Linked DNA regions of Sus scrofa: region 1 is linked to region 2. The links are chromatin contacts, called in public HiChIP or PLAC-seq maps. All regions are on one chromosome and are shown on one strand. The core of a region is the stretch at or near the end of the contact, and the rest is flanking DNA. Distances in the headings are between cores, read along the strand shown.

What was found. HiChIP or PLAC-seq counts read pairs in DNA pulled down with a chosen protein or histone mark.
Region 1: a contact with region 2 is called in an H3K27ac HiChIP or PLAC-seq map of alveolar macrophages. The contact joins two enhancer-like sites. A contact is called at or near these places in 1 of 47 Hi-C or Micro-C datasets (embryonic fibroblasts) and 1 of 2 datasets of contacts at active chromatin or transcription factors (alveolar macrophages).

What each region holds. Positions count from the first base shown.
Region 1 is chr16:45,929,430-45,934,256 of Sscrofa11.1, forward strand. No RefSeq gene overlaps it. Among named protein-coding and RNA genes, the nearest start is that of CD180, 340 kb to the left of the region's middle. Within about 2 kb of position 1,557, at least 1 of the 83 cell types and tissues checked has an H3K27ac peak or open chromatin away from gene starts, as enhancers often do. A contact at or near this core is called in alveolar macrophages, where this site is marked.
Region 2 is chr16:45,694,924-45,700,219 of Sscrofa11.1, forward strand. No RefSeq gene overlaps it. Among named protein-coding and RNA genes, the nearest start is that of CD180, 110 kb to the left of the region's middle. Within about 2 kb of position 1,263, at least 10 of the 83 cell types and tissues checked have an H3K27ac peak or open chromatin away from gene starts, as enhancers often do. A contact at or near this core is called in alveolar macrophages, where this site is marked.

The sequences.
Region 1 (4,827 bases), core at 307-2,806, 230 kb after region 2:
ATCACTTAGCTGATTTTTTGGGGTTTTTCCTTTTTCCCTCATCTGAGTTATAGTTCTCTGTCTTTTCATTTTTATAGGTTTTTGGTGTGTTGACCTTTTTACAGATAATAGAGTTGTAGCCTCTCTTACATCTGATGTCTGCCCCCCTTGTAGCTGAAGTCAGTATGGGGGTTCGCTGTAGGCTTCCTGATTGGGGGGGGGCTGATGCCTGCCGGCTGTAAGGTGGAACTGATTCTAATCCCTCTGGTGGGTGGGGCTTAGTCTCTGGATGGGATTAGATGCAGCTGTGTGCCTGAGGGGGTCTTTAGGTAGCCTGTTTACTGAGGGGTGGGGCTGTGATCCCACCTGGATTGTTGTTTGCCCTGGGGCTTCTCAGCACTGATTGATGGGTGGGGTCAGATTTTCCCAAAATGGCCACCTCCAGAGATAGGCTAGCTGCTGAATATTCTCCAGAGCTTTGCTTTCAATGTCTGTCCCTCACAACAAACCACATTCACCCTTTTTTTCCCAGGATGTCCTCCAAGAACTGTAGTTAGGTTTGACCCAGATTCCTATGGAGACCTCGCTCTGCCCTGGGACCCAGTGCACGTGCAAATCTGTGTGTGCCTTTTAAGAATGGGGTCTCCATTTCCCCCAGTCCTGTGGAGCTCCTTCACACAAGCCCCACTGGCCTTCAATGCCAGATGCTCCAGGGGCTCTTTCTCCCAGTTCCAGGTCCCTGCACGTGAGGGTTTGATGTGGGGCTCAGAACTCTCACTCCTGTAGGTGAGTCTCTGTGAACCAGTTAGTTTTCAGTCTGGGAAGCTTCCCACACCAGAGGTGTGAGGTTGTTTATATCACAAAACTGCCCCTCCTACCTTTTGATGTGGCCTCTTCTTTTTCTTCTGGAGTAGGGTATCTTTTTCAAGGTTGCCAGTCCATTTGGGTGGAGATTGCTCAGCCTTTAGTTGTGAATTTTTCCCAAGTTTTAAGATAATATAAAAATGCAAGAACTTTGAAGGATAAGATAAATACTCATGTGGACTCCTGTTCTAGAAAAAGAGCAGAGGGTGGAGGGGGAAGGGGAGAGAGAAAAGAGAAGGAATAAAATGTTTGTTCCCTTGATGTGTTGACTGATTTATAATAAGGTAATTTGTGCTAAAAATATATTTTTCAGGCTATCCAGCTCCTCTATTGGTAGATAGGTTGGCAGAACAGAACATGTGTGGTGGATAGAAAGTCCACATGTTACATGAGTGTTGCTTTTGATCATGTTTAAACTTGTGGGGAGATATTTTTATTTATTTATTTATTTATTTTATTTAAAAATTTTTTTTGTACTTTTTAGGGCCACACCAGTGGAATATTGAGGTTCCTAGGCTAGGGGTCCAATATAGCTTCCAGCCTACATCACAGCCACAGCAACACCAGATCCCAGCTGAGTCTGCAACCTACGCCACAGCTCACAGCATTGCCAGATCCTTAACTCACTGATCTAGGGCAGCAACCTCATAGTTCTCAGTCAGATTCATTTCCCCTGTACCATGAGGGGAACTCCCTAGATATTTTATTTTTAATACCATTGCAACATCAGTACATCTTGTGTCCCAACCATGGACATGAGACAGGAGGGCTGGATGGATACTTAGAGAGACTCGTTCAGTTAAACACAGCTGACCCAGCTGAAACAGCCTTGCTTCAGGGTAAATTTTTAGCTCCTTCCAGGATACTAATGACAGATATCAAGATTTTTATAAAAATTCTAGTCTTTTAGTCAAATGAAAAATTGGAATAACACCCTCCAGTCATCATGGAGGCTCTTTGCACTCAATTACAAGTGTCATTAGAAATCCTTGAAACAGTTGTCAGGTTATTGGAGAGATAAATTGTGATCAAGATTGCTGCTTGTTTTTCTCCAAACCCACATGCAAAAAGATTTTTAAGGGATTAAGGGCAGCTTTCAGAATCAAAGAGGACTGAACTCACATATTGGTTATTGATAGGATACTGTTATCATCAGGAAGGTATTTAGACAGGGGCAGGAATTTCCAAATATAATATAGAAATAAAAATCATCAGTAACTCTGGCTTTTTGAACAACTCACTACCTAGTCATATGTGAATCTAATAATAGCAAGAGAAAAATCAAAAAGTTTGCTGTAGGCTTTTGGGAAGCAGGGAGAGTATTTTCCTACCTTCAGTCGCTTGTGCTCCAACTGCACAATTTTTGCAGCATCTAAAATCACTTGCACTGGTATTTATTGATTTGATGTTTTTCTTTAAATCTACTCACTTTTGCTTATATGAATGAATGAACTGGGCTTCAGGAAGGAGTTAGTGAAAAAGAGATTTCACTTTACCTAGAATACTGATATTTGTAAGGATCAGTTGAATTATATTTGATATGATATATGTTACACTGTGAAAAATGTGTATTTGTTGCCTGAAAACACAAAAATGTTGGTGTAGCATTTGTGGCAATTTTATTTTTTAGCGGGGGTGATAGAAATAAGGAACTGATGTTTTTATCCTGCCAAAGCCTATGGAGGAAACTTAACAGCACAACTCCTAACAAGCATCAATGACTTTTCATGGGTCTTAGTAACTGATATTCTGGATTCTATACAAGGAGTGATGAGAGAACACCTCCAGCAATGAAGCTCTGCTTACCTGTAAGCATAAGCAGAGCACCATCTGTATTGGGAAAGCTGAATGAAGCCACCAAGGTAGGCAGAAGACATTCATGAGGTGCATACCACAGAATATAACTCTGTATGTTAATAATAAGTATATAGAAAGACAAATAAAGGGGATGGAAATAGTGATCAAACTAGCTGGAGATAGCCCAGGTCCAACAAAGTCAGGCAGCCTATTTTAAGGCATTGATAGGCTAATATATTAGTTCTTTCCTAGCACATTTCATGACAGAATCACCACCCGGCCTGCCCTCTCACCCTAGGATCTGATAGGACTGATGATCAGGCAGGCTCACCTGGGAAGCCTTTGTGCGTCTCTGCGGGCTGCTGGGGAACCCTTCCAGATGGTTTTCCTGGGATAAAACAGATTGCTGGCTCTTTCTGTGCAAAGGCACAGAGTCAAAGAGAAAAGTTGAGGGATATAGCTCAGTTCATAGACAGACTCAGCCAGGGATGTCTCTGGGCAAGGACAGGCGTTTCTTGCAGTAAGTGCCCTTTGCACTGCTGCCTGCTAAATGGCTGATGTAGTAAGAATAATAGGAACTTTCTCCCAAGTCCTACCTTCTCATGACCTTCAAAAGGATATTGATACTTTCCTGGGTCTTAGTTTCCTTCTTATAAACAGTGGGTTGGCTAAGCAGTTTTTGAAGTCCCTTCCTGCTCCAATACTCAGTAATTAAATGGCCTTTGGATGTCTGTTCAGTCACGTTGTTGTTTTATTCTAAAGGACAAAAAGACAATATCCAGATGAGGGAAGAATAGCTAATTATTTGAAGCTTGGAAGTTACTGGCTGAATAATAATTTTTCATACCTAGGATGCAAAGCCTGTTAAAAGCCATCTTCCCTAATGAGTCTGTAAATAGACATCTACAGACGAAATCCAAACACCTCTGAGGTTTGTGCCCAGCATGAGAGAGCAGAGCCCTGTAATACTTGTCTATGATGTCTTAATACTTGCAGTCATTTTTTGGTTCTTTAGCAAGGACATGAAATGCGTTTTAATTTTTCCTCATTTTAATATTACTCGAACTGGCATCTTTGATCTATAGCCAAAGGATTCTTGAATTTTTTTTTATTGTTATTTCCCCAACACGATATTTTTTTCCCACTGTACAGCATGGTGACCCAGTTATACATACGTGTATACATTCTTTTTTCTCCCATTACCATGTTCCGTCATAACTAACTAGACATAGTTCTCAGTGCTACACAGCAGGGTCTCATTGATAATCCATTCCAAAAGCAATAGTTAGCATTCATTAACCCCAAACTCCCAATCCATCCCCCTCCCTCCCCCTCCCCCCAGGCAACCACAAGTCTGTTCTCCAAGTCTATGATTTTCTTTTCTGTGGAAAAGTTCATTTGTACCTTATATTATATTCCAGATATGAGTGATATCACATGGTATTTGTCTTTCTCTTTCTGACTTACTTCACTCAGGATGAGAGTCTCTAGTTCCATCCATGTTGCTGCAAATGGCATTATTTCATTCTTTTTTATGGCTGAGTAGTATTCTATCTTGTGTGTGTGTGTGTGTGTGTGTGTGTGTGTGTGTGTGTGTGTGTGTGTTGATAGACATTTGGGTTGTTTCCATGTCTTGGCTATTATGACTAGAGCTGAAGTGAACATGCAGGTGCATGTGTCTTTTTCAAGGAAAGTTTTGTGTGGATATATGCCCAAGAGTGGGATTGCTGGATCATGTGGTAGTTCTATGTATAGTTTTCTAAGGTACCTCCATACTGTTCTCCATAGCGGTTGTACCACCTTACATTCCCACCAACAGTGCAGGAGGGTTCTCTTTTCTCCACACTCCTTCCAGCACTTGTTACCTGTGGACTTATTAATGATGACCATTCTGACTAGTGTGAGGTGGTATCTCATGGTAGTTTTGATTTGCATTTCTCTACTAATTAGGGATGTTGAGCGTTGTTTCAAGTGCTTGTTGGCCATCTGCATATCTTCCTTGGAGAAATGTCTATTGAGGTCTTTTGCCTATTTTTCAATTGGGTTGTTGGCTTTTTTGCTGTTGAGTTGTTCAAGTTGCTTGAATGTTCTAGAGATTAAGCCCTTGTCAGTTGCATCATTTGAAACTATTTTCTCCCATTCTGTAAGTTGTCTTTTTGTTTTCTTTTTGGTTTCCTTTGCTGTGCC
Region 2 (5,296 bases), core at 13-2,512:
GTTTAATAAAACATTAAAAATAAATATATCTCTTCAGTTATAGCCAGAAAATGAAATAAAACCCAGACAATAGAATCTCATTTGGATTTGTATGGGAGAAGAGACTAGCTCTTTAAGGAGCATCTGAATTGCCTTGCAATGAGGTGGAAAGGGCTAATTTGGAAGCAGACAGATCTCTTCTTCTCTCATTTCTAGATGTTACAAAATATAGAAGTCAGGTTGCCAAGGCAGACAGTGGGTCAGGGAGTGGGGTAGACTGGGAGTTTGGGGTTAGTAGATGCAAACTACGACATTTAGAATGGATTAGCAAAGAGGTCCTACTGTACAGCACAGGGAACTATATCCAGTCTCTTGGGATGAACCATGATGGAAGATAATATAAGAAAGGGAGTGTATATGTGTGTATGACGGTGTCACTTTACAGCAGAAATTGTCACAACATTTTAAGTCAACTATACTTTAATAAAAAAATCAAAATAGAGAAGTCAGACCATTGAAAAACTGGTTTTTAGAGTCCCAGACTTTTTTCAGAAAATATTCATTCATTACCAAACGACAGTACTGTTGGGTACCAACAATGTGATTCTACAACCTACATGGATATTGGCCAAAAAGCTGGCTAAGCAACTTGTGGGGAGGGAGAGTTCAACTACATCAACAGAGTGTTTTGATACTGTCTGTAAGCCTTTGGAGAATCAATGAATCTGAATGTCTAACTCAGAAATTGGGATTAATTTACTTTTTTTTTTTCTAAAAAACTTGACTTTTATATATTACGCATTTTTCATTTTATTCTTCCAGAAAATGGAAGGCAAGACTCTCTCTCTATACCCTAAGCATCTGTAGCTGCCTGAGAAGTCTTCCCACTGCCTCTGAGATTCAGCTTGCAGATGACATGGCTGGGGAGCAAGCAGGGACTTTGCTTGTCTTGGGGAAGAGAACTGGGCTCAGCAGACTCTCAGCACAAAGCCAGTTTATTCAGGTCACACTGTTGGCAAAGCAGCACATTGCTCTTTTGTGGGCATTGAGGAAATCACAATTGGTTGTCTGTTCCTTGATGGATACAGTAAAGAAGCAGAGTGGCCTCTTTTCCTCTAGCCTGGGACAGGAATTCAGAAGCTTTGCCTCTTGCCTCCAGTTCTCGCGCCAATGGCCCAGACCCTCTTGGCCCTCAAATCAGTCAGCCAAACCCTCTGTGACTCAGCTCCTTTCTTTGCAAATTGGGGGTGGTCAGATTAATTTGAGAGCTGTGAGACATGTTTGAAAGGCCTTTGAAAATCCTGGCTCATGCAGATGACTAGCTGTATCTGTGGTTTGGGAACTGGCACAAAGGTTGAGGAAATTTCCCTTTCTTAAGTGGAGGTCTGTGGCTTTCTGTGCAAAAGGTCAGGTTGGTGTGGCATAGAATTCCCCTTATTCCATCCCTTTCTTCTCAGGACCTGGGTGCGATGGTTAGGACTCTACCCCTGGCAGTCAGAGCACGTAAGCCCTACCATGTCCCAAGTCTCCAGAATCTCCTCTTATGTCACATAAAAATTTACTTTTTCAGTTCCTGTTGTGGTTTATTGGTTAAGAACCTGACATAGGGTCTGTGATGTGGGTTTTATCCTTGGCCTTTCTTGGTGGGTTAAGGATCTGGTGTTGCTATAAGCTGTGATATAGGTGGCAGATGAGGCTTGGATCTGGGGTTGACATGGCTGTGGCATAGCCCTGCAGCTGCAGTTTATCCCCTGGCCTGAGAACTTCCATATGCTGTAGATATGGCTGTAAAAAAAAAGGTTACTTCTAATTGTTAAAAGATACTTGGTGGTTTATGTAGAAGGAAATAGAATCAGTGAAACATCACATGACTTTGAAAATAATTGAGAAAATGGAAATGTCAACAACTTGAGTTAGCAGAAATAACTGTAACCAGTCCAGCCTATTGGGCTAAAGGCCCACCTAGACATTAAGTGCTTTGTTAGTGGCTCTCTATTGTTCTAGCCTTTCTGGGCAGTGATCTTGCATAGTATAATAAAAGCTACACACTTATTTTGAGTACTATACTTCCAAAAGAAAAAGAAAAAAAGAATGATTTCGGAGTTCCTGTTGTGGCACAGTGGAAATGAATCCGACTAGGAACCATGAGGTTGTGGGTTTGATCCCTGGCCTTGCTCAGTGGGTTAAGGATCTGGCATTGCTGTAGCTATGGCGTAGGCTGGCAGCAGCAGCTCCAATTGGACCCCTAGCCTGAGAATCTCCATATGCTGCAAGTGCGGCCCTAAAAAGGACCAAAAAAAAAAAAAAAAAAAAAGAAAAAGAAAAAAGGAATGATTTATTAAAAAATGTCCACAGCAAGGAGCTGTACCAATTAATAAATATGGAAGAGAACAATCACACAAATAAGTGTGATCAGTATAGGAATATTTAAGTAAATTTTGGTTCCTTCATGATATGTTATATATTGGTGAAGATCAGAATAGGGGGTAGGAGTGAGGGGATCCTTGATCCTTGACCACTGTTCTAATAAGCCATTGCTACTGGTAGGAGTTATCACTTTCATAAGGTATATTGAAACTGAAAGAAGAATAAAGATTATTCCCATATACTATTTTTGAAATGTTAACATTGAGGTTCATGCAAGGATGTGATATATGTGATATAATATTTATTAAAAATATTCTGTGAAGCCAGAGTAATCCTGAGAAAGAAAAATGGAGCGGGAGGAATCAGGCTTTGATAATACAAAGCTACAGTCATCAAAACAGTGTGGTACTCACATAAAAACAGAAATATATATCAGTGAAACAGGATAGAAAGCCCAGAAATAAACCACACACCTGTGGTCAGCTAATATACAGCTAAGGAGGCAGGAATATATAATGGAGAAAATATAGTCTTTTCAATAAGTGTTGCTGGGAAAACTGGACAGCTACATGGAAAATAATGAAATTTTTCTAATACCATGCATGAAAATAAATTCAAAATGGATTAAATACTTAAATATAAGGCCAGATACTAAAAAACTCGTAGAGGAAAACATAGGCTGAACACTCTCTTACATGTAAGGCAGCAATGTCTTCTCAGATTCACCTCCTGGGGTAGTGAAAATAAAAACAAAAATAAACAAGTGGGACCTAATTAAACTTAAAGTTTTTTGCACAGAAAAGGGAACCATAAACAAAATGAAAGGAAAACCCATAAAATTGGAGAAAATATTTGCATGAAGCAATCAACAAGGGATTAACCTTCAAAATAAACAAAAACTTCCTGGAGCTCAATATCAAAAAAACAAACAACCCAATCAAAACATGGGCAGAATATCTACATAGGCATTTCTCCAAAGAAGACATAAAGATAGATGCCAAAAACCACAGAAAATCTGCTCAAGAATGCTAATTATTAGAGAAACACAAATCAAACTAGTACGAGGTATCACCTTACACCAGCCAGAATGGCCATCATCAAAAAGTCTACAAACAATAAATGCTTGAGAGGGTGTGGAAAAAAGGGAATCCTCTTACACTGTTGGTGGGAATGTAAATTGGTGAAACCACTGTGGAAAATAGTATGGAGGCTCCTCAAAAATCTAAACATAGAACTACTGTATGATCCAGCAATCCCACTCCTGGGTGTCTATCCAGAGAAGACCAGAATTCAAAAATATACATGCACCCCAATATTCATTGTAGCACTATTTGCTATAAGACCAAGACATAGAAACAACCTAAATATCCAATGACAGAGGATGGATAAAGAAGATGTGTTACATATAAATACAGTGGAATATTACTCAGCCATAAAAAGAATGAAATAATCCATTTTAAGCAACATGGATAGACCTAGAGATTATCATACTAAGTGAAGTTAGACAGTGAAAGACAAATATCATATGATATCACTTATATATGGCATCTAAAAAAAAAGGATACAAATGAACTTATTTACAGAACTGAAACAGACTCACAAACTTTGAAGAACTTATGGTACCAAAGGGGAGAGGTGGGGAGGGGAGTGACAGACCATGGGTTTGGGACTCCCATATGCACACTGTGGTATCTGGAATGATTGGCCAATGGGAACCTGCTGTATAACACAGAGAACTCTGTCCAATATTCTGTGTTAATCTATTTGGGAAAAGACTATGAAAGGGAATAGATATGTGTACATGTATAACTGAGTCACTTTTTTGTGCAGCAGAAATTATCACAATGTTTTAAATCAACTATACTTCAATAAAACTTCAAAAAAATGAAAGAAATATCCCTTGAACAATGATTTTATCTGTGTAAAAAGGCATACATATATCCATACTACTCTCCAAAATGCACTCAGAGTGATGGATAATGATGTAGATTGCTTTCAAATATTTATTTATTATAAAACATAAAGTTTTATAATGAAAGTGATGGTAACAAAGAAAACAGAACAAGTCCCAACCATTTTCCAGTGTGTCTCCAGGATAGGGATAGGGCGTTTTGCTTCTCTTTTTCCCTAGCACCTGATGCAATACCTGGCACACAGTAATGCTCTCTGGACATTGGCTGAAAGGTGTTGAGTGACATCCAATTGTTTTAGGACCAGACTTTCTACCAGTTAACCCGTGCAGGCATATTGGCTAGATAATATGAAACCATTCCTCTAACTCCCCCCATTAATGGTTTTATCCAGGTGAAATTCACATGTATCCAGAGGGCTCTTATGAAAGAAATTCAATGCTAGGAATTTAAAACAATATGTCAAGAAGGGACTGGATGGTTTTGGTGAGAAGGTCCTTTATTTGCCATTCAAACTATACAGTGAAGATAGCTAAATAAATGTCCCCCAGTAGGTTTTGTATTAGCAAAACACTCATGAAGAACGAATTCTCCACATCATGATCAGCCTGGTGGTGTCCTTTTTGACCCACAGAGGGATAGAGAGCCACTTAAGGGATCTCACTGAAGTAGCCTTCTGGCTTTTTTTTTCTTCTTCTTCTTCTTTTTTTTAAAATCTTTTCTAGGGCAGCACCCATGGCATATGGAGGTTCCCAGACTAGGGGTCCAATCAGAGCTGTAGGCGCTAGCCTACGCCAGAGCCACAGCAACACAGGATCCGAGCCACATCTGCAACCTACACCACAGCTCACGGCAATGCCAGACCCTCAACCCACTGAGCGAGGCCAGGGATGGAGCCTGCAACCTCATGGTTCCTAGTCAGAGTCGTTAATCACTGAGTCACGATGGGAACTCCCTGAAGTAGCCTTCTGAATTATCACTATCTTCTCATAACCTTATATAGTAAGCTGAAATTCTTCTTTGAAAAAAAAAAAAAGTCC